Linked DNA regions of Mus musculus: all the other regions are linked to region 2. The links are chromatin contacts, called in public HiChIP or PLAC-seq and promoter capture Hi-C maps. All regions are on one chromosome and are shown on one strand. Each heading gives the region's core, a stretch centred on a gene start, on an enhancer-like site or on the middle of the called end of the contact. The rest is flanking DNA. Distances are from core to core; before and after follow the strand shown. Region 1 has its middle 18 kb from the start of Gm32448. Region 2 holds the start of Smim13 (small integral membrane protein 13). Region 3 overlaps Mak (male germ cell-associated kinase). Region 4 overlaps Gm32401 (a long non-coding RNA gene). Region 5 has its middle 20 kb from the start of Gm32401.

The links. Promoter capture Hi-C pulls out the DNA fragments that hold promoters and counts their contacts. HiChIP or PLAC-seq counts read pairs in DNA pulled down with a chosen protein or histone mark.
Region 1: a promoter capture Hi-C map of pre-B cells shows a contact between it and region 2, with 2.6 times the contacts expected there. The contact joins the enhancer-like site here to the promoter of Smim13 in region 2. A contact is called at or near these places in 3 of 39 promoter capture datasets (3T3-L1-derived adipocytes, the C10 cell line and pre-B cells), 2 of 484 Hi-C or Micro-C datasets (liver and nephron progenitors) and 1 of 115 datasets of contacts at active chromatin or transcription factors (bone marrow-derived macrophages).
Region 3: a contact with region 2 is called in an H3K4me3 HiChIP or PLAC-seq map of bone marrow-derived macrophages, with 2.5 times the contacts expected there. The contact joins the enhancer-like site here to the promoter of Smim13 in region 2. A contact is called at or near these places in 1 of 484 Hi-C or Micro-C datasets (adipose-derived mesenchymal stem cells), 3 of 115 datasets of contacts at active chromatin or transcription factors (bone marrow-derived macrophages and embryonic stem cells) and 1 of 9 other capture datasets (liver).
Region 4: a contact with region 2 is called in a promoter capture Hi-C map of pre-B cells. The contact joins the enhancer-like site here to the promoter of Smim13 in region 2. A contact is called at or near these places in 6 of 39 promoter capture datasets (the C10 cell line, the HPC-7 cell line, cranial neural crest and 2 more), 1 of 484 Hi-C or Micro-C datasets (CD4 T cells), 4 of 115 datasets of contacts at active chromatin or transcription factors (bone marrow-derived macrophages, effector CD8 T cells, embryonic limb bud and 1 more) and 3 of 9 other capture datasets (adipose tissue, liver and macrophages).
Region 5: a promoter capture Hi-C map of pre-B cells shows a contact between it and region 2, with 3 times the contacts expected there. The contact joins the enhancer-like site here to the promoter of Smim13 in region 2. A contact is called at or near these places in 6 of 39 promoter capture datasets (the 3T3-L1 cell line, 3T3-L1-derived adipocytes, the C10 cell line and 3 more), 1 of 115 datasets of contacts at active chromatin or transcription factors (pancreatic cancer cells) and 1 of 9 other capture datasets (liver).

What each region holds. Positions count from the first base shown.
Region 1 is chr13:41,425,680-41,429,938 of GRCm38.p6, reverse strand. It overlaps a transcript of Nedd9 not described here. Among named protein-coding and RNA genes, the nearest start is that of Gm32448, 18 kb to the right of the region's middle. Within about 2 kb of position 2,933, at least 20 of the 459 cell types and tissues checked have an H3K27ac peak or open chromatin away from gene starts, as enhancers often do. A contact at or near this core is called in pre-B cells, where this site is marked.
Region 2 is chr13:41,247,751-41,252,264 of GRCm38.p6, reverse strand. It overlaps Smim13 (small integral membrane protein 13), which reads right to left and starts at 2,421. Exons shown (of 2, transcript NM_001135577.2): 1 at 1,951-2,421. The coding sequence starts at 2,026.
Region 3 is chr13:41,049,549-41,053,719 of GRCm38.p6, reverse strand. Mak (male germ cell-associated kinase) reads left to right here. Exons shown (of 13, transcript NM_008547.2): 4 at 346-425; 5 at 2,218-2,350. Among named protein-coding and RNA genes, the nearest start is that of Mak, 19 kb to the left of the region's middle. Within about 2 kb of position 2,134, at least 2 of the 459 cell types and tissues checked have an H3K27ac peak or open chromatin away from gene starts, as enhancers often do. A contact at or near this core is called in bone marrow-derived macrophages, where this site is marked.
Region 4 is chr13:41,493,072-41,497,593 of GRCm38.p6, reverse strand. Gm32401 (a long non-coding RNA gene) reads right to left here. Exons shown (of 8, transcript XR_873291.2): 2 at 771-852. Among named protein-coding and RNA genes, the nearest start is that of Gm32401, 8.4 kb to the right of the region's middle. Within about 2 kb of position 2,618, at least 2 of the 459 cell types and tissues checked have an H3K27ac peak or open chromatin away from gene starts, as enhancers often do.
Region 5 is chr13:41,464,769-41,469,336 of GRCm38.p6, reverse strand. It overlaps a transcript of Nedd9 not described here. Among named protein-coding and RNA genes, the nearest start is that of Gm32401, 20 kb to the left of the region's middle. Within about 2 kb of position 2,461, at least 106 of the 459 cell types and tissues checked have an H3K27ac peak or open chromatin away from gene starts, as enhancers often do. A contact at or near this core is called in the HPC-7 cell line, liver and pre-B cells, where this site is marked.

The DNA.
Region 1 (4,259 bases), core at 1,684-4,183, 180 kb before region 2:
TGGTATTTTATCAGAGCAATAGACACCTCCATACTTATTTCCATGGTGGAGAGACTAGTTTGTGTTCCATCGGCAGTGGATAACAATTCCTTTTGTCTTTCTCCTCCCCAGCCCAGTGTGATCACAATTATCATGATGCTCTAGGATTGGCACATAGCTACAGAGTATGTCGGGTTCATGCTTCTACAGTGAGATGCATGAGGCAGGGTGTTTATAAAGACAAGAGGGTCTATTTACCTCACAGTTGTAGAGTACAGAGTCTAAGATCAGTCAGCTCAACTGGAGACCAGCCTGCAATTCCCCAAAGAGCCCCACTGACTTGGTGAGGGTGCACATCACAACCAGAATTGGGTTGGAGTAAGCGCTCACATCTCTAGCCAGCGAGCAGCAAGGAAGGTTACCACAATCCCCCTCTAGAGCACTCCCAATAACTTAAGGACCTCCCATAAGCTGCCCTCACCTTCCAGAGGTTCCCCCCTCTCTCCCAGTAGCACAGCATTGGGAACCAAGCCCTTCTATGGGAACCTTTGGGGAGCATTTAACATTCAAGTCTGCACCAGTCCTCTGCTTATCTGCACAGTGGCTTATCCCCTAGATCCATGTGCTATGCTCTGTGGTACCTTAAAAATCACAGTACCAGCTGAATTAGAGCTCGGACTTTATCCCCTGGATCTTCCAAAACTCTACATCTTCCCTTGACTGCCATTCTTCAAATAGCCATGGCTATTAGCATAAATACGGTCATTGCTATTTCATATCACACGGACACTATGAGCAGTAACTCTGTGACTCCTAGTTATTCCAATCACAGTGTGTACAGAGTGTATCTGGAAATGAATGAGGAGCCTAGAAACTTTTCAGAAAAAGGAATGATGACATACTATAGTTATTCCCAGTACAAAGTGACTAAAGCTAAAAAGAAATATATGCCGATATAAATACCATCCCATGCTGGCAGGAACATGCACTGTCCTGGAAAACATTCACATTAAAGTTAAAAATGTACGCATAGATCATGTAGCTAGTGCATCTATCTCTCGGTTTTTGCACAATACAAATAGGCCTCCAAGTGCAATGCAAAATGGCGAAGCACTAGAGAAGATTTCACTGTGTATCAGAAGCAACGTGGACAGACACAGCTGCTGTGTGCGCACACTAGAATAACACATACAACAAAGGCAGGTACGAGCTATAGCCATCAGAAATAGCATCAATGAATCTCATCAACCCGATCCATGTGATGTGTGGTCTGTTTCTGCCAACTACACAAAGAGAAAGGCAGGGAAGAGACCTCAAGCTGGGAGAGATAGCTTTCAGTGGGTCCTACTACTGAGAGAAACTGGGGACCCAACAGTTTATTTTTGATACTATTTTGTTTATGTGTAGATACAAGATTTGTGACAGTTATTATATGTAATTAGTTTCCCTTTCCACTTTCACTGTGCTTATGTGCATTTGATGTATGTGTTGCATGCATGCATGTGTGTGTATGTGTGTGTGTGTGTGTGTATGTTTCTGACAGACATTGTTGGAAACTAGAAAATAAAATCACACAAGATAGTGCATTTTTTTCCAATAATAAATCTGGAACATCCCTCCACTCCCCAAAAATGAGGTGTTTAAGATAAGAGTACACATTATAGTCCTATATATTTAAGAACTATAGCTTACACCAAGAAGCTAGTAAATAAAACTTCTCTCTGGCTTCAGGACTATTGGGGCAGTTGCAGCCTCACATTGGACTATGTAACACCAATGGTCCCCGGTCCAGCCTCCCATCCGAGCCTTCCATCCCATGTTTCAAGAGCTTTGGTACCCTGGCCATGCACCTCCCAGCCCTCTAGTCTACTTTTACCTTATAACCCTCTGCCCCAGGAAGGTGAGCCAGTGGTAAAGAGCTGGAAGTAGGCGAGGATCACTGCGCTGGAATGACTAATGTCCTATTACTCCGCACATGGTCTTTAAGAGAAAGCATGATCAATACATTGACACTACCTCTTGGCCACAGACTCATTCAGAAAGTGCTAGAAGAAATTCAGAATCCAAACCCTAAGACCCTATCCAGAGTCATCCTGGCCTGGACGTAAGGGCAGCACTGCCTTTTAAGTGTAAAGAAAAGACAGCAGAGAACCTAGTCGTACGTGGCTACAGTCTCAGCTGGGCCTGGGGCTGAGGGAGACAGACAATAAGCTCCAGGCCAGCAAGCCCTAGGAACTTAGTGAGGACTGATTCAGAAAGAAGGAAAGATGACTGGAAATAGGACGTATTTGTAAAACATTCCCCTAGAATGCACGAGGCCCAAGGTTTAATCTCCAGTGCTAGAAGGAGAATTTTAAAAGTACGTGCAGGGGGGATTTCATTTTAAACACCCAGAGTGCCAGCATCACTGCATGCCTTCATTTGGGTGTCAAGTATGTTTCTTACAATTTAGGAAGCTCTACTTTTGTTCTGTATCGACATATGTATTTTGCATTTACACACACACACACACACACACACACCCCTACACATACAAATATAATTATATAATTCCTAGCACTGTATACTATGACTTCCCCCAAGCACAGCTCAACCCTAAATGATTGCCTTGTAAACACAGTTTGGCAGTTGAAGTCCTTGCAGATGTGAGGATCTACAGGGGAATGAACAGGATGCTGGGAACCTACCTGCAACTCCCCGCTGGGTATCAGCTCCCTTGGGGTAGAGAAGCTTGGTTGATCATGCATGGGGTCTGCAGAACACAGGAGTCATGGGCTCTTGTCCCCTTGCCTTGCAAGTGTCTCAGAGGAAAATTCCCTCCCCACCTCCTCGCCAAGACGAGAAAATACTGTGCTAAGAAATCCAAAATTACAGGAGGCTGTTCCCACCCATGGAGAAGCAGTAGGGACCAACTCCCATTGCCCTCTGCTTGGATTGGAAAGCTTGTCTTCCTCCTTCGAGAAGCTGGGTGGGGTTAGGAGAAAGTTGGCTTACCAACTACTGTGTGCCAGACCCATTCCTCCTCAACTTTCTGCTCTAACGCCTACTTCATTTTGATTTTGTTCTTGACAGGGGAACCTCTTTTTAATATTTTCCATAAATACAAACAGAGAGAGAGAGACAGAGAGTGTGTGTGAGACACACACAGAGACAGACAGACAGACACACACACACACAAATTAAAACTGATACCTACAGCTGTGAGGAAATGAGAGAAAAAAAGTGAAGTATTGGCCAGCACCAGCCCTCTGAATGCCCAGTTCATTCTTCCAAATAAAAAAAATAATAAAATAAAATTCAAGCTTTGCATCTCAGCTATTTTAAAAACCACATTTCCAAAATATTGCTTTTCCCTCTTTGTGAGGGAAATATGAAAAACACATGGCTTGAGTGATCCTTGCAAGCTACTAGCAACAGGTAAAACAGGAACTGGGGGTGGCTTCAAATAGATAAACACAGAAATATGCTAAGTTGGTTTAAAGGAGGATCGCAAGATGAGGAGGAAGGTGTGAAAGAGCGGAAAGCAAGTCTAAAGCCCTGGATTATAGATGGCGTAGAGCCCTTGATGAGAAAACTTATAATGTGCCTACTACTCAAGCCACACCTAATTTCCATCTTCTTTCTTCTTTTGTTCTCTCTTGGCATACTGCATATGTGGCCAAGGTACCTATCACTACACAACTCACTTTGCACAACTAGACTGTGAGCTGCCTAAGGGCAGGACCGAGTTATATGTATCTTTGACATTTAAGTAGATATAGCAAGAACTTGCTATGGCTTTGTGCATACATGAATAAATGAGTGGTGGATTCCATTCACTGTGCTGTGGATTTAACTTCCCCTGACATCTGTGATGTGACCCTTCAAATGACAGAAATGTCTCGACCCATTCCAGAGTTTTACATGTTTTTGCATTTCTAACTTGTGTCTTCAAGGCTAGTGAAGTGTGAGTCTCCAGCACCAGACGCTGGCGGAGAAGCACGGCAGAGTTGTTCATGGGGAGATATGACAAGGAGGAAACAGGCCAGCAGACTGCAGCCCTGGGACTGTCCTGGAGATCCAGAGTGCCAACGCTCCTCAAGAGAAAATGTGGGCGAGGGTGAGTCCTGACAGAAAACACAATTTTGTGATTGTCTTTTTCTCTAGTGTCACAGGGATCTATTCCTCTCACACCGTGTGACGAATGATGTGCCAAGCCTGGAATTGATATCTGGAGAGAAAACATTAATTATAGGACATCAGATGTTGCTCTGGTGGGCGGTTTTTTCATATAGATAGGC
Region 2 (4,514 bases), core at 1,172-3,671:
CTCCTCTTCAACCTTCAGCCACCTTCTAGTCAGAACAAAAGGGCTGCCCTACCCTGTCATTAGTTTCCCAACAAGGAACAGTATTTGGACTACGTGATAAAGCTGTTAGTTTTAAAGGTATCAGACCTTGCCTCTCGCTCAGGTTTCCTGAAGCTAATGACACTTAGAAAAACTAGCAAAACTAAGCAGCCCGCCGGCCAGTGAAAGGTAAGAAAGCAACCAGGGACTTAAAATGTCTCAGAGCAAGTTTGATAAGTGTTGTGTCCAAGATGTAGTATGGCTTGTATGTCACACTCTCACACTCTCATTCCGAGTAGAAAGGGTGACACACGCCTTTACCCCTGTGTCCAACTAACGCTCAAGGGTTTGTTTATTCTTATTTCAAGGCCCTTGAGCTGGGGGCGTGGATTGCCTAGCCTGCAGGAAGCTTGAAGTTCCATCCTAGCATTGAATAAACTGGGTGTAGCCCTCTATGGATCAGCAACTCAAGATCCTCCGCCTCCTCCATACAGCAAGTTCAATGCCAACCTGGTGGGGCTCCCACCTCAAAAAAAAAAATGCAAACAACAATTAATGATATCACCCTTTTCACACATTAGAAACTGGGGAGATGTTATTTCATTTTTTTATGTCATGAAAAAAAAAAGAGAAAAAATTGGCCATCGTATTTCAGGGTTTCTCTGTATAACCCTGGCTGTCCTGGAACTCACTCTGTAGACCAGGCTGGCCTTGAACTCAGAAATCCTCCTGCCTTTGCCTCCCAAGTGCTGGGATTAAAGGCGTGCGCCACCACAGCTGGGCAAAACTGGCCATCTTTAATCCTAGGGTTTGGAAGGCTGAGGCAGTTGGACCTCCATGAGTTCAAGAACAGCCTGGTCTACATGGTGAACTCCAGGCCAGCCAAGGCTACGTAGTGAGACCCCGATTTTAAAAAGGATTCTTTAGATCTAGAACCACTAGAATTAGCCAAAAATGTTAGAGTTGGGACTAGCTCTGTATGTAGTTCAACATGTGCTGAGCATATGTGAAGCCTTCGGTTCAGTCAGCATTACTGACAAAATTTAAATACACATATAGGTGTCTAAATATGTAAGTGCATATCTTTCCAAATATAGCTACTGGACTGAGCATTAACTATGTAAGAATAAGCTTTACAGTATTTATAAAATTTTAACCCAATACTCCATCACTTCAAACCCATACTTGGTCTTCTAAATACCAGTGCTTACTGTCATTTATTTGAAATACTCTCCAAACTCTCACAATTGTTCAGTCTCCTGGCTGAGACCTGTGGTTATCAGCTATGTGCATAACGAATTAAGAGGGATGGAAAACACGCCATGAGAACAGTTTAACGTTCCTTCCCTCCTGGGAAGAGAAGTACACAGCAGCAGACCAAACAGCCCCAGGACAGCAGAACCAAGATAAGGTTCCCTGACCCTGGAAGTTTATTACCGCCAGTGGTGTTTTTTTTTTTTTTTTTTTTTTTTTTTTTTTTTTTTGGCTCTGCCCATTATCAAGTAGGCTGGGAATTTGGTTAAAGCCTGAACTTGGAAGTAAACAAACAGCTTCACGTGCGCTGGAAACCCAAAAGGTGATGAAATCTCTCACTAGGTTCAGAACATCCAAATAAAAAGATGAAACCGATCACTGCTCCTTCGAATACAGGCCACGGTGAAAGATCTGGGTAGGCTGTGGCATTATGGCAACCAAGGACAAACCTGCCGGGGAAGCAGAAACGTGCTTCTACCTCGAGTCAGGATGCCAGACCTGAAGGTTCGCTGAGCCTGAAGGTTCGTGATGCCCGGGCGACCTGCCCTGAGCAAGAGGCATGACTCCTCTAAACTCGGTCTTGGGAGCCCGGTGGCCACCGAGACCACCGAGGTGATCACCGTGGACACTTGTCCACGCGAGCTTTCCCGACCGCCCCCGGCGTTACCCCCCACTCACCGCACACCATCAGCAACAGGACGATCAGCAGCGTGGCCACGAACACCAGCAGGGTCAGCCCCACGTTGTGCCACATTTTGAGAGCTGGGGGGTGGGCGCGGGCTCAGCGGCGGGCGGCAGAGCGGCGGGGCGGCATGGACCGCGGGTGCCCGAGGGCAGCGCCCCCAGGGGGCGGAACTTGGCGGTGCGGGGGCGGGCCGCGACGGGACCGGCCCTCAGACCTGCCCCCGGCCGGGGCGACCGAGTCGCTGGTGGAGCGGGCCTTGGGACGCCACTACCGCCTCCTCATCGCTCCGGGGAGCCGGAGCCACGGCGAGCGGAGAGGCCGGCGACGGACGGACGCGCTGCCATGGCGGACGTCGAGGCGGGGAAAGAGTGATCTGGAGGTGGCGCGGCGAACGCCAGGCCCTGGCTGCAGCTCACTCGAGGTCCCCCTCCTCCCTCGGAGACGCCAGATGTCAACCACTCCCCGAGGCCGCTGCAGCTGCTCCTCCGCTCCCCGCCCCCTCCCCCGCGGTAGCTCATCACCAAGCACCCACTCCGCAGCGACTCAGCCGCTGCGCGAGGCCTGCTGGGTAATGTAGTGCAAAGATCGGCGAGAGCTCCAGGTCTCCGCCCAGCAACGAACTACCACTCCCAGGAGTCAACGCTGCTCCGGCTTCTCCTTGCTCTCCTTTCCCGTCCCCTGTGCCTTTGGTGTTCTTGAGCCGCCACCTCCAACTTAGAGACTGCTGATTCTTGTTCTCAAGACTGTGCGTCGGACTGTCTCCCTGCCGAGGTGCCAGTTACATTTCAGCCGTTAATTCAAATACAAAATTGGTTTTAGTGAGCAAAAGGGAAAAGAGGATGGCTGTTGCCTGAAAAACAGGTTGTACTTGAACCCAACCTATTGCTCCCGGCAAAGGTTAGTTACTTGTGAGGAAATAAGTCCCCTGACGTCAGAATCTGGAAAGCCTTCCCCCTCCCCCAGCAACAGATGTTGTGTTGTGTTTTCACAGATAGTACGCTTCAGAAGTAACTGGTGAGTGACTTAGAGACATCTGTGCTCTTAATTCACCTACCTGTTTAGCAAGTTTCGTTCTGTTGTCTCCTTTAATTCAAGCAACATCTGGCCAACAGCCAAAGGTTTTGCCACATTTGCTTGAACTAACTTCTGAAAAACAAGGTATTTATCTCAAGTCCTTTTTTTCTATTTGAAATTAAAACTCCCAGTTCTGCCACATCTGTTAACGCAAGAGGTGATCAGCCCTTTCCTCCCTGAGAAATCAAGGCTTTCGCCTTCCACTGCAACTCTGTGCTAGCCATTCCCAGATGCCCTACTGTGTAAACTGCTTTCCAGCTAAGACGCAGCATAAAAATACATCAAGGCATTACTGGCTTTGCGCAAGATTTAATATACAGTTCCTGTGGAGAGAGTTGAGCTCGATGCAATAAATTTAGAAATCAACTTATTCATTTTTAGCAGATGATCCAACTCACTTGCATAACGGAGCACGTTTGATTTACAATCTGGTTGAAAGGAATACATTTGAATAGATCTAGTTCAAAAGAAATCAGGAAGAATCCAGACCTTTTTACCTTCTCTTTCATTCACATACAACAAACACTTCTGTGTGCTCTGGACTTCTTTGAGGTGCCAAGGATAAAGCCATGGCAGGGGCTGGTGAGATGGCACTGACTGCCCTTTCCGAAGGTCCTGAGTTCAAATCCTAGCAACCACATGATGGCTCATGACCATCCGTAATGAGATCCGATGTCCTCTTCTGTCAGAAGACAGCTAGAGTGTACTTATGTATAATAATAAATAAATCTTTAAAAAAAAGTCATGGCAATACAGACAATAACATAAATAGGGGTGTGCAAGGATTGCAAATCCCCAATGAAAATAAGTAAAGCACTGTGGCGAACATGGGGGTGTTGAGATTGTAGTCATCGAGAAAGAACTTCCTGAGGAAGTAACATCTGATCTGAGTCCTGAGTGAAAAATCCAACCATGGAAAGACCTACAGGAAGAGCGTCTACATAGGAAGAGCGGTGTGTGCAGCCCCCAAGAGCCAGATAAACTTGACCTCCCTTCCAACCCCTCAAGTCTGATGTGCATTTGACTCACCAAAAGGAACTCAAACTACAAATGCCCATCTCTTATCCCCACAGAGTGAATGCCAGTCTTCAGGGCAAGGAGCAGGCAAAGTAGATTTTTGTAAAGCTCCCAAGTGGATTATAATGTATCCTCCAAAACTGTGGCTCGCAAAGAATAATCTCAGATGTGCAGGATGCTCTGGGCACGTGTCAGAACTACCCTGGAACTATTGAATCAAGGTTTGGATGAGAGCAGTCGTCTCTGGCTTGGTGAAAAGTGGGAAGATGTAGGACACATTAAATCATTAGGATTAGTGTGGATGGACGAGAGGTAAAGAGTGAAGGAAACAGAAATCTAAACTGACTTGAAAAGGCTGGATCTGTGCCGCCATAATTAGCAGCACTTAGAAGGAGGGTCAGAAGTTCAAGGCCAGCCCTGTCTACACGGTGAAGTCAAGACTAGCTTAGACTGTGTACTGCCTAGT
Region 3 (4,171 bases), core at 885-3,384, 200 kb after region 2:
GCAAGACCCTGTCTTAAAACAACAAGGACCTAAAACATGCAGGTCTTATTCTCAAATCCTGAGTAGCTGTGTATTGATCTTGGTAGTTCTCCCAGGGTATTTTGCTCTTACTGGGACAGCGTAGATTTTTAACTCCTGAATATTTGTATAAGGCACTGGCTGTTGGATTTGAGATTTTTTTCTGAAACATCAAAACAACAACGAAAATCAGTATTTTCACCTTTAAACCTGCAGCAGTTAGCACTGCAACTCTATTCGTTATTTAGCCAATAGAAGCCACCAGGGCACCAGGAGTATCGGCCTTCTTCAGCTTTGCTTGGTTAACAGACTATTCATTTCTTCCAGAAACAAACTGTTCCCTGAGTCAGTCATCAGAAATATTATGTATCAGATACTACAGGGGCTGGCATTTATCCATAAACACGGTGAGTTTCTTGGCAGTCTCATTTTCCTGTCTATGTCCATAGGGTATCATCAAGACCACACATAGTAATAATACTGTGTCTCCTGCTGAGTTATGACTGACTTTGTCATCTAAACAGTATACTTTTTTATAATTGTACATAGATATCTATTATCTGTAACAGACCTTTTAGAAGTCTGGTCACCAGTCTCATACCCTCCCCTAAAGTCAACTAGAGAAACATTAACAAAAAACCCAAAAAACAAAAGTCTGACTTGTGAGGGTTTCTGCAGGTTAGGGAACGAATTCTCTTTCTAGAAATAGGTTGAAAGTAACCAATTTTCTCAGATGCATGGCACAGAGAGCAGCAGCCATGGTGGTAATGATGCCGGGGTGCAGGGGACCCCATCTTGGAGAAACCTTGAGTGTTGCTGGCACTTTCGTGCTGCTGGAAGAGGGAGTGGTGTTTCAGGTTACAGCTGATTTTGTTGTTCTGCGGCATTCTGCTGTTCTGTGCAGAAGGTGCTGTGATTTTTTTTTTTTTTTTTTTTTTTTTTTTTGGCTGTGTGCAGGATGCTTTCTGGACCAGGCTTCCCCTCTGGACCTGTTTCCTTTCTGTTCTCTCAATGACAGTCTCCCCTTCAAACTTCTTTTGGAAAGGATTAGAAGCCTTTGATCAAGCATGTCTGCTCACAGGGATTTAAATAATGTGTAGTGCCTCTGTGTGCTGTCTTACAGTTGTCCTTAGCGTTTGCACATCTATTCTCTGAGTAGAGTGGAAGCTGGTGTTTGTTGTCTATGAGTCTCTTACTGGTTTATTTTATGTGATTTTGTATATCCATCAAGTGAAGATAATTATTAGCTCAGACATCTGAAACATTTGGTGTTATTGAATGTCTGGTTAGAATCACTGGCCATTTGGGTATTTAGTGGGAAAGGTTTGCAGGTTTGTGTCATGGTATTGCTGCACCTAGGTACGCAATGGTTAAAAATGTTGACACCCAGAGGGCTGGGTCTCAGACCTCCACAAAAGACCTTTGGTACAAACTAAAGTTCTTCTCCCTGGCGGGGTCTTCAGAAGCCAGTGCCTGAGCCCACTTCAGGGAAGAAGCCCCTTAAAGCTGACTCACAAGGAAAGGCTTCGTGGTTTCCTGAATCCTGCCCCATTCCTGCTGGGCCGCCCACTAGCCTCTGTAACCGACCATCTATTTTATATAGACTCAGTAATAATGAGCACTTTCATTATTGGCTTTTTCAAAGACTTAGCCACCAGGGGAAAGTGAACTGTTAAATAAATGAGGAGATTAGTTCAAATGCATGGAGCTCTTTTGTCCAATGAACTTTTCAAATATGTGATTAACCTCAGGGAATCTCGTGTTAAGCCACAGTATAATAGCAGTAAGGAGACTAATTACATTGACCGAAGCCAAGCTTCTATCTGAGTCTCTTCCTTCGTGTCTGTCACACAGTGGTGATAACAATACATCCAAATTCCATATGGTTGTAGAAATTCCAGGGGACAGTCACAGTGTGTCAGTATCTATTCCTTGTACACACCTGCTGAAGTCAAAAATTAAAAATACAAGTCAAATGAGCAGTTATTTTTAGTGATCTTACACGTCATGTGAACCTTCTCCTAAATTATTTTGCAAGCAAGTTCCCTCACCTCTTTCCTTCTTCCCCAGAAAGTGTTTCCTCCCGTAGCCCTGTGCTGCTAATAGGAGGACTTAGTTATATTTCTATAAAGCAATGAGTCACACGATGATGATAATAAACATGATTATTTAGCATGGTTTCCTCTCTTGCTTGCACAGGCTTTTTTCACAGGGACATGAAACCTGAGAACTTGCTCTGCATGGGCCCAGAGCTGGTGAAGATTGCTGATTTTGGACTTGCAAGAGAATTAAGATCACAGCCACCATATACTGACTATGTGTCTACCAGATGGTAACATTTATGTCAAAGTTTTCCTATGTTGAACCAGTTAATTATCTTTCCAGAGAGTCCATATTGGGTATTTAAAAAAATGCAGACATTTTATATTCTTTGCAGAGAGGGAAGAATTGGCTAGTGAAGAATTCTACTAACGAAACAAAAGAAGGAAAAATAATTCACTCAACCTTCCAATAACACTGAAGACCTACTATGTGCTAAACATTAGGGTAGGCATTAGAAACACAAGGCCATGAACAAAGCAGAGAGAAGTCTCTGCCCCATGAGAGCCAAGGCACAAATAAGCTAGGTGGTATGAGTTACCAAAATCGATGTCACAGTCCCAATTGCCCTTAGGGCATCCCACCCAAGGGAGGGCTAAAGGGACAGTCTACCATGGCATACAGCACCATGGTACTTCTCAGAGGTCATGCTGAGAGTGAGAGGCCACACTGAAAAAGTCCTTCTACTGAAAGCAGTCATGTGTATAAAGTGCAAGGCTAGGGAAAGCTGTGAGTTTATGTCACAGTGGTGATGGAATGAGCCTTTGAGGTACCCGTAGCATGCGTTTCTTGATCTGGTTGTTGGACCTATGATTGTGTCCTATTTGTGGAAAGTTTAGCAAGTTGTGGGCTTAAGTGCATTTTTCTGTATGTATATGTGTAAAATCAAGTATATACATACATCTTATGGTGATATATTATTATAAGCAAAATAATATATGGAGAAGAGATAGGATGTTGGGATCAGTGAGGAGAGAAAGGGAGAAGGGAGATAAATAGATAGAGAGAGAGATAGACAGACAAATATCCAGAAACAGGGTTTCTGTGCAGCCCTGGCTGACCTGGAACTCACTAGGTAGAGCAGACAGACTGGCTGCAAATCAGAGATCTGCCTCCCTCTGCCTCCCCAATGCTGGGATTGAGGGCCTGCACCACCTCAAGTTGTGATGCTTTGTAACAGTAGCCTTGAAATTAGGAATACTGTTTTTTGAAGGAAATATTCCAACAATAGTCTTCAAAAGCAAACAAAATATATTAGTTTAAAAAAAAAACATACTTTTCTGCTTCTCAAGAGAAGCCAATGAATATATACAAAATACTCACTGGCATTTGTCTAGCACAAGTGGCCATCATTGCTGGCATCGTGCAGACCAGAACACAGCAGGGTCCCAGGCAGTGTATGCATTTGGAAAGTTAGTGAATGCAGATAACACTATATGTACATGAGGTCAGCCTGGTCTACACAGTGAGTTCCAGGGCAGCCAGAGCTACACGGAGGAACCCTATCTCGGAAATACACACACACACACACACACACACACACACACACACAGAGTGGAATTGTGTCATATTTAGGAAGATGGCTTGAGCTGGTGTGCCAGACTCAGTAAAACAACTGTTTAGTAGGAGGACATCAGTGAGGGTTGGGGGCAGGGCTGTTGCAGGGGCTGTTTGCCTTTGCTCTTGTAAATTAAAAATAGTAGTATCCATGTGAGGAAGTGTAATGATAGCATGGACATTTTCCATGTGATTTGTTAAAAACCCCATGCACAAGGACAATCTCTCCATCTTTCCTTTCCTAACCTGCATGTGGATACATTCACACACCTGATGGCTTTGTCCGTGGCTCTTTCTGACAACTATTTCAGAGGGCACTTACCTTCCCGACTATCCATATGAAGACCTACCTCAAGCCACACGGACATTTTCTCTACATTTCTAGCCAGCACCACTAACTGCGGTCAGGAAATAGGTGTCTCACCCAGCGTCCCTGGTAGACAGAAGGTGCTTTGTCCTTGGGTCTTGCTTGGAAGCTGTGGGCCAACACTTGACT
Region 4 (4,522 bases), core at 1,369-3,868, 250 kb before region 2:
GTATACAAAGAATCTTGGTCATACTCACCCCCTTTAAATGTATTAGTACTTGGTTTATATAATTAGGTGCCCTGATGTTGGGCTTAAAGGTATCTATAGTTCTATAGTTGTTATAATATTTTCCTAAATTAAATTCCTTCCGCATTATATAGTGACCTTTCTTTTCTCTTTTTGTGGGTTTTTATTTAAACACTGTTTATCTTTCACCACTACTTCTTTTTTTTTTTTTTTTTTTTTTTTTGGTTTTTCGAGACGGGGTTTCTCTGTGTAGCCTTGGCTGTCCTGAACTCACTCTGTAGACCAGGCTGGCCTTGAACTCAGAAATCCGCCTGCCTCTGCCTCCCAAGTGCTGGGATTAAAGGTGTGTGCCACTACGCCCGGCTCACCACTACTTCTTAATTTGTCACATGCAGTTAATTCTATTTGATCTCCATGATCCTGGCTGCTAGGACCAGAAAACCTAGTTGGTTGTAAAGACAGCTATCCATGAGTCAGCCCACAGCCAGGTACATAACCCAGTGGACTACTTCTACACAGTAAGAATATTCAGGACTTCTAACTATGAGCTGACTAAACCAGATCCTCTCATCTTCCAGTGTTTACATCTGGAAGGCTTGGTTTAAGTTCTTTCAAACCCACTGCTCTCTTCTATAACATTCTTCTTTTATCATAAGATGTCATTGGTTAAGAGTCTGATTACACCAGATATTGCCCCGCTCCCCCGAGTTTAACAAATGTGTTGATCAGCTTTGTAACCTGGAATAACTCACTTAATCTCCAACAATATTCCTTGTCTTGTCTCCACATGTGACAGGCAGAATGATGGCCATAAATGTGTCCATGTCCTGATTCCTGTAACATGCAAATATGTGGAGATTTTGCAGTTGTAACTAAATTAGAAACCTAGAGATGGGCATCTCTGCTATTCATGTTAGTCTGGTATGATGGCAAAGGTCCTTAAAATAAGATTCAAATTTCCCCAGCTGTAGTAAAGAGGAGATGTGGCCAGCAAAAGGTGGTGTGAGAGGCAATGTAGAGACTAGAGGCTATAGAGATGGAGGAAGGGAACATTGAGCGAAGCAATGTGGAGAAAGAGGAGGAAACAGATTATCCCCCATCTAGAGTAGAGGAGTCCTGCCACGTCCACACCCCAACTTCACTCAGTTAGATTTGTGTTAGACTTCTAACCCTCAGACATATAAGACAATGAATACGTGCTGTGTTAGGCTGCTGTGTCTATGGTAACTCGATATAGGAGCATTAAAAACCTAAACATTATATTAGATCACACTGAATACACATGAGGAAATGTCTAAAGGAATGTGTACTTTGATATAATGTTGAATACAGCATCTTTTATGGATGATTAAGGCTCTGTGGTCTCATCATTAAGAATATGTTATTTGAGAGATGAATAAAAAATGAAGATACTAAAGAATATGTAATTCATACTAAAACAAGGGCCCCTCATGCTCTGTTTGGCTGCTGCAGCATAATGAACTATCTAGGAGGTGATTTAATAACCATTCTGTATTGATGTACAGCTCTCAACTATTATACAAAGGGAAAACCCAGAGTGATAGCAAGTCACTCCTACTGTCTCCGTCTTCTGATCCACCTCTCAGGTCTAAGGTCTGTATTCACAACATCTACGTGAGGTTCTACTGTATTATATACTTTTATTACATGTAGTCATTTTTTAATTTCATCATTGTATATAACTAATAACAGCCATATATAATTATAGTGATAGTATGGTGTGGTATACACCATCCTGTAGAATGATATCAAGCCAGTTACCATACTCATTACCTTGAATATTTACTGTATTTACTTATTTTTCCTGTTCATGACTTTCTGGTCTTTGGACAACATCTTCAGCCCTGATAAGCAACCTTCGACCTTGTTTCTATAAGTTCAATACATATTAATGAGAATGGGTGGGTTTTTGGCCTATGTCTGGCTTATTTCACTGTTGTAATATTCTCCATCCATGTCATCACAAAAGAAAGACTCCTCCTTCTAGGTCTGTCACTACTACACAGTGCATAGGTACCACTTTTCCTCTATCTGTTCACCCACTAATGATTCTTAGGAAGGTCCCATACTTTTGCTATTGTGAAATATGTTGCATGAATTTGGGAGCAGAGAGGACTTTCTAACCTAGCGATGTCAGGTCCTTTGGTTATATAGCCAGAGGTAGGTGTGTTGACTCAGTACTGCCTTTTAAAATAGTTTGCCCCTTTGCTAACAAACCAGCCTTTTAAGTATCCTTTGTGCCTTCCCAGGTCTTTAGCATAACCTAAGTTTTGTGATGTTTCTTGACATGGTGCATTTTACAACAGTGTCTCATGGTGATGATAGAGGCTAACATTAAAGGGATACTTCAAAAGGCATTAGAGATGCTGTGGCCATGCCTTGTCCATCCTCACAGTTGCTCGAAGGCCTCACCTACAACCTGAAAAGCTCTCCAAGGCCTATTCACAGCCCACCAGAGTCACCAGGAAAGGACTATTAACCAGAATAGAGTTATCGTTATTGCTGATAAGCACAGTAAAGAGAGCTGACTGTTCATTAGAAGACCCTTGTGAATTACTTAAGAACATGGCTTGGCTGAGCTAAAAATCTAGAGTATGCTCACGAATACCAGTTTCCCAATTGAGCAAGAATGTCTGAGTCCTTATCACAGCCTACCATCTTCTAGACTCAAGTGACCCTAAATGCAATTTGGCATTTGGACAGGACATTGGAAACTTTGCATGACTCAGTTAGAGAATAATGCAAAGCTGTTTCCCACCAAGCCACTTTGATCTATGTGGAGCCAAATACCTGGGTCTGTCATGTGATAAGCTACTAAACCAGACAGGGGGAAAGAGGGTAGATTTTTAGTAGAGATCTTAGTAGTTTCAATCATGGTTCTATTTATCAAATGTTTACTAGATTCCAAATATGTGTTCTCCAACATGTGGGAACTGCCCAAGAGCATCCTGCACCCCATGCAAACAGATTTAGCAATTCCACAGTTCAGCCAAAGGGTCTATAGCTGACCAGGATACTAGGTAAATCTAAGGACTGCATTGTAAAACGTTATTCAGTCAATGAGGATAAATAAGCAACAGTTTCTTGGCCTTAGAAGCCTTGCAAACAGGAGACAAAGGCACCATTGTGACATTTTGTGATGAATGAAATGACCGAGATGGAGGAAAAAGATAATTCTTCGGGACATGGGATGTTGAAGGCCATACACGGCCATGTTGCCAGAAAGAGAAGGATGGAGGGCTTTTAAGGCCATGCTATAATTATGAGAGGTCACAGAATACATGAGAACAGTGTGTTCCATGTTATAGGAAGATGAAGGCTACTGGTGAATGTGGACAAGGCTAGTGAGAACCTAAGCAAATAACATGGGTTTGGAGGAGCTGAGTCATTTCAGTTTCATCTTGTAAGGAGCAAGGGCCTGGTAGACATCTTTAAAGAGGGAGGACATGTCTGGGAATATCGAGCACCATGGAGATGCTTCTTCAGTTAATGTCTCCCAAAGGCTTGTTGTCCTGTCAAGCTGCACCCATAGCTTAGACTGGGAAGTGTATAAACAGTAGGAACTTCATGGTCATGATGCTGGCTGGTCTGGATAGACTCCTGGCATCACAGGTGATACTTTCCAGTGGCGTGGCCACCAGTTGTAAGGGCCTAACAAGCTCCTCTGGAACTCTTTTATATGGGCACAAGAGCAGTCAGAGGGGTGACACCTTCATGCCTTAACCACCATCCGTAACAAACTTTAATCACAATGAAAGGTGCCTTTCAACAACTGAAGCTTAGAGAAACACAAATATCCCAGGTCGTTGTACCTGCTGCACGCCCTTCTCAGTATGGACATTAGAAAATGGCCATCACAGCTAAGAATTGCTGTAGTAGTCCAAGCAATACAAGTGTAAACTGAGTGGTGGCACAGGTGGGCACAGAGAAGCCTAAGGGGTTAATATGGTTTGAGGTTTATTTATTTATTTTTTGACAAAGCAACTGGAAACAACTTTTATTTATTATGACATGTATGAACTTAAGTTAGACTTTGTGTTGCCAGTGCCTTGCCCTGCCCAGCTCACTGGAGTGCAGGGTTTTGCACCTGAGGGCAAGGCTGTGAATGGAGATGGGTGGGAATGGAGAAGGGTGGGAATGGAGAGAGCATGCAGAGAGGCTTTTTCTGGTCTGGATACCATGAGCACCCCCACCAAGAGCAGGAGAAACAATGAACATGTTGGGCCTAACAGTGAAACTTAGGCAACAGGCAAAGGAAGAGCCTTAACTGGCCCAAGGAGGAGAGGACCAAGGCTGCCAGGTGTCTATAAAAGAAAGCAGTTCTTGGCCCTTCCTTTTTGTTTCAGGGCTAGGGATTGAACTGGGGTGGGGGTGTTGGCATTTAGTCTAGGTTGTGCCCCACAGTTATCTGGCAACATCCAGGTGTGCCTGGCTCACTATAAAAGGGGCTGCTTGCCCCCTCCTCTCTCTCTTGCTCTCTTGC
Region 5 (4,568 bases), core at 1,212-3,711, 220 kb before region 2:
AGATCTCATTACAGATGGTTGTGAGCCACCATGTGGTTGCTGGGATTTGAACTCCGGACCTTCGGAAGAACAGTCAGTGCTCTTAACCGCTGAGCCATCTCTCCAGTCCAGATGAAGCAATATTTGTGGGACTGATGTAATTATTCCAGTCTGCAAGAACATGAGAAAAAGGTAAAATTTGCAGAGTTAGAACTTAACGATCACTCTATCCTGACTTATATATAGTTTTTTTTTCTATGTATGAATTTGTCAAGGGAAAATTCATACATACACACACACACACACACACACACACACACACACACACACACACATACACCCATACACACACACACACACACACACACACACACACACACACACACACACACATACCCATACACCCATACACACACACACACACACACACACACATAGCTTATGTCTTCTGGATACAAGAAAGAAAGGGAGTTTGTTCTTTCAAACCAGTTGGAAATGTCTTCACCATGTCTGAAAGATAAACAGAAGCTTCCCCAGCCCCTTCCTCAGGGAAATCCGAGCACAGAAAATGCTGCTGTTGGACTCCTCAGCAAAACCCATTTGCTTTTGAACTCTTTCGAGTATAGACAGGAAGGCTTTATGGAACAGCCCAGCTTGCTTCTCTAGCCGTTTTTCTGCGCAGAGATCAATACGATTTCTTTCTTCCTAGTCCCCTCACACCTGCCTCGGCTGAAACACTGATTGTTGACCTCTCAGCAATGCATAGGACTTTGAGATTCTTAGGGCCTGCCACTCCACGCTGTGAGACTTTTCTGTTCTCTCTGTGTTGCAAGCAGAAGCTCTTTAAGCATTTTGGACACAATACACGTAAGAGATGTGTTGCAACTGCAGATGGCCCTTACAAAAACATTTGGTCCTACACCACTACTAGAATGACGATCTGCAAGTTCTGCCTCCTTCTGCCCTACAAATGGCAATGTGTACTGTAAATTACAAGAATTCAGCCTTTCTTACTCTCTGTTGTATGAATGTGACCCTTGCTTTTGGTATCTGGCTTTTCTCAGGCTCTTTCAGAGAGAACAACTGTTCCTGATCTCTCCTCACAATACCTTTTCCTCCATCAGTACATCGTCTCTCACACATAGCAATGCCCACACTTTAAGTCAGAGAAAAAGAGTACTCATATCAAGAGATGATTTAAAACACATATCTGTATGTGCTTTGTGCTTATGTTCCCTTACACACACCACAGCATGAATGTCGGAGGACAGCCTTGGATGTTGGTCCAGCACTTCCATCTTGCTTGAGGCAGGGTCTCTCTTCCTGCCACTGTTTTGCGTTCTCCCGGCTAGCTGGCCCACAGGTCTCCAAGAGTCTTCTGTTTTTACCTCCTCTCTTGCAATAGGAGTGTTGCAACTGCAGACATGTGCTACGTTGTTCTTTTACATGGACTCTAGGAGTTCAAACTTAGCTTATCAGGCTGTTGACCAGAGCTTTCACCTCCTAGGACATCTCTTCTGCTCAAGAGGCAGTTATTAAGAGTGCCGTGAAGGTCACATTCCTGCTCTCTCCTAAGCACCTGTTCTACCATCCGCCATGCTCATGAAATCCCATGAGATTCCCCACTAGAAAACTATACGTTTTCCCTGGAGGATGACTGGTCTCTCTAAATGGCTTCCAAGGAGAAAAAAAAATTCCCAAATTAAACTTTTAAAAATCTAACATAACATTTTCCTGTCAGCATATTTGGAGATGATTCTTGAGACATAAAGATTGTAAACACAGAACCATAAAGGCTTTGGTAGAACTGGGCATGTTATAAGCATGTATCAACAATCCCAGGACTCAAGAATTGGAGACAGGGGGTATCATGAATTCAAGACCAAACTGAGGTACCTAACGAAACCTTGCCTCAACAACAAAAATCCACCCTCCTAGAGTTTACAAAGCCAAGCCAACTGGCCCACTTATAGCATTAAGGGGAAGTGCATTGGTCGCCCAACCACTAAGTGGCTGTCCCTTAGCTGTTGAAATGTCACATCTGGAGGTGGAATGCGGAAGCCATGGTGACTGTCTGGGTTAAAGGGCAGAGAAGGCTGGGTGTTGCTTCTGGTCACAGACTCTGCCCTTCCCTTAGGCAGATTTTATAGAACTAATTTAGAAAGGATCACAAGGATCCTCACAAGTAGAGGCTCTGGTTAGAGCCAAAACCCTTCTCCAGAGAGGAACCAGATGGACCCCTGTTCCTTAGGGATCATTAAACTATGCACCAACAAATTTACTGTCAGGGAAGCAGGATGAAAGAGAAAGACTCTGTTTGAAATTGTTCTTACTGTTATTTGTGTTTATTTGGGGGATGCCGTTTCTTATTTCAACCCGTTACGTAAAAGCTACAAAAGCCACATGAGCACCATTCCAGCGTTCCTCTAAAGCTTGGATCTCAGGCTCCTTATTTAGTGGTTAATAATGGTCAGTGGTTTCACTTCCTTTTTAACTTTATTTGGGGTGTGTCTAGCCTTGAGGTCTGGGATGTGGCCATGAGTAGTTCTCTGTAGTCCAAGAAGCATTGCTTGCCCTAATGGAGACAGTTAGAGAGACAGTATTATGCTGCCTGCAGCCTTCTCCACACTGAGAACAAAAACAACTGATGGGATATGAGATGCTCAGAGTCCCTGGTGCAACCATTGTAGGAGATTCAGTGATCATTCAGGAAGATCATTGTAAGCTTAGGAACAGGAATGAAGAGAAACAGCGATGAGAATGTGCCTGTGTAATCACCCTACAAATATATTTAAAAACCAAAACACTACAAGAAGATTTTTTTTAAAAAAGGTCAGAAATGAACTGGTGGGCAAGGCATAAATAGAAAGTAATAAAGCAAAATGGAATTTGTAGAAGATTAGGCAGGATTGGCCAGGGGCCCCAGAATAGGACACAGCCGCTGTTGGTACATTGTGCTCAGTGCAAAGTTCCTAATGTTGAAAGCAGGAAATCCTGTTGTTCCCACCCATATCCTCAGCCAAGGTCCCATGAGACTGCCTCAGAGCCAACAGAATCAGTTCTCCTGTGGTAAAGGATATAGTCCATAGTCTTCAAGCAGCTGACTGCAAAGAAAAGATAGATTCTTGAGGTGATGGGTATACCAGTTATCTGGTTTGATCATTATATCACATGTTTTAAAATATCTCACTGTATTCCACAAATATACATTTAGTATTAAAGCCAGGGCTTCTTTGTGTTAAGCAAATATTCAACCACTGAACTATACCTCCAATCTTTTCCATTCTTCACCAGAAATTTACTAATTACTGTACTAGGTTGAGGTCCAAAGGCAATGGTATGAACGACGTAAAGAGACCACACTAGATACTCAACTGAATTTAGGATCTAAAATGGTGCTCCTAATGGCAGGTGACAGCTTCTGAAAACAGTTTCTATGTCTGCATATATCTGGTCTTGCCTGGTTCTACTCTAACAGAAATAGGGGTGGATGAGGCAGCAATCCCTCTTCTCACAAGCCCTCAGGGTGCATGGAAAGTTCAAGATGTACCAAACATGGAGTCAAACAATGGTTTCTGTTGGTCGTTTTTGAAATGCGAGGAAAGCAATCTATCATTGATGAGAGTTGATGAACTGACATTCGTGAATAATTTATATTCATGTCACCTTCAAAGATTTTAAAAAACAACAACACAGATCTCTGGCTCCAACCAATTCTTGTAAAGCCCAAATTCACAGATGTGTGAAGCCAGTACTGTGTTTCTAAAGCACCCTAGGTGGTGTTAGGAGCCACCAGGTGCAGGAACACTGGCCTATAGGAACCCCTTGCCTCAAAAACAAAAGGAAATCATGGAATTCTAGAGGGAGGTCCCACAAAGACCAGAAGTTCCCTCAATTTAAATATGTAAGTCCCATTTTTAAAAAGACCCTTCTCTGGTTGTGACAGGAGAGGTTATTCTCTATACTGCCTTTCTGCAGCAGTCCCTGTAGCCCTTTATGGAAGTCTGCATCTCCAAAGGCCTGCTTGAAACACCCTGAGGGCTCTGTTGTTACCCCTCCATAGACCCTTATACATTAATGATGAAACTAGTCTCAAAAAAAGCAACATTACCTGATTATGGGCCAAAAACATGTGACCAGCCTTCCAGATTTGCTGGGGACTAGCATTTCCAAGACATAGTAATATATTGGGTTTTTAATCTATCTATCATCTATTTGTTTGTCTGTCGGTTGCCTGTGCCCTGAACTACTCACTGTCTGACCCTACCTGCCCTTAAGGACTGGAGGTGAGGTGGCACAGAGTCAACGACACAGACTCTGAACACTGCTGCAAGCTCCTTTAATACCCTTCACCCACATCCCATTGGTCCCAAGAAAGCATCTCTTCTAAACAGCAGTTCCTGATTGGCTGGCCTTGTCTGCATTAGCAATTCTTGGTCTCTCAGGCAGTCCTCAATTAGATCCTCCTGCAGGAGATGCTTTTGTGGCTGTGCCGGGCATGGGGGTAGTTTTTACATAGAGGCAGCCTCTATCTATCTATCTATCTATCTATCTATCTATCTATCTATCTATCTATCTATCTATCTGTC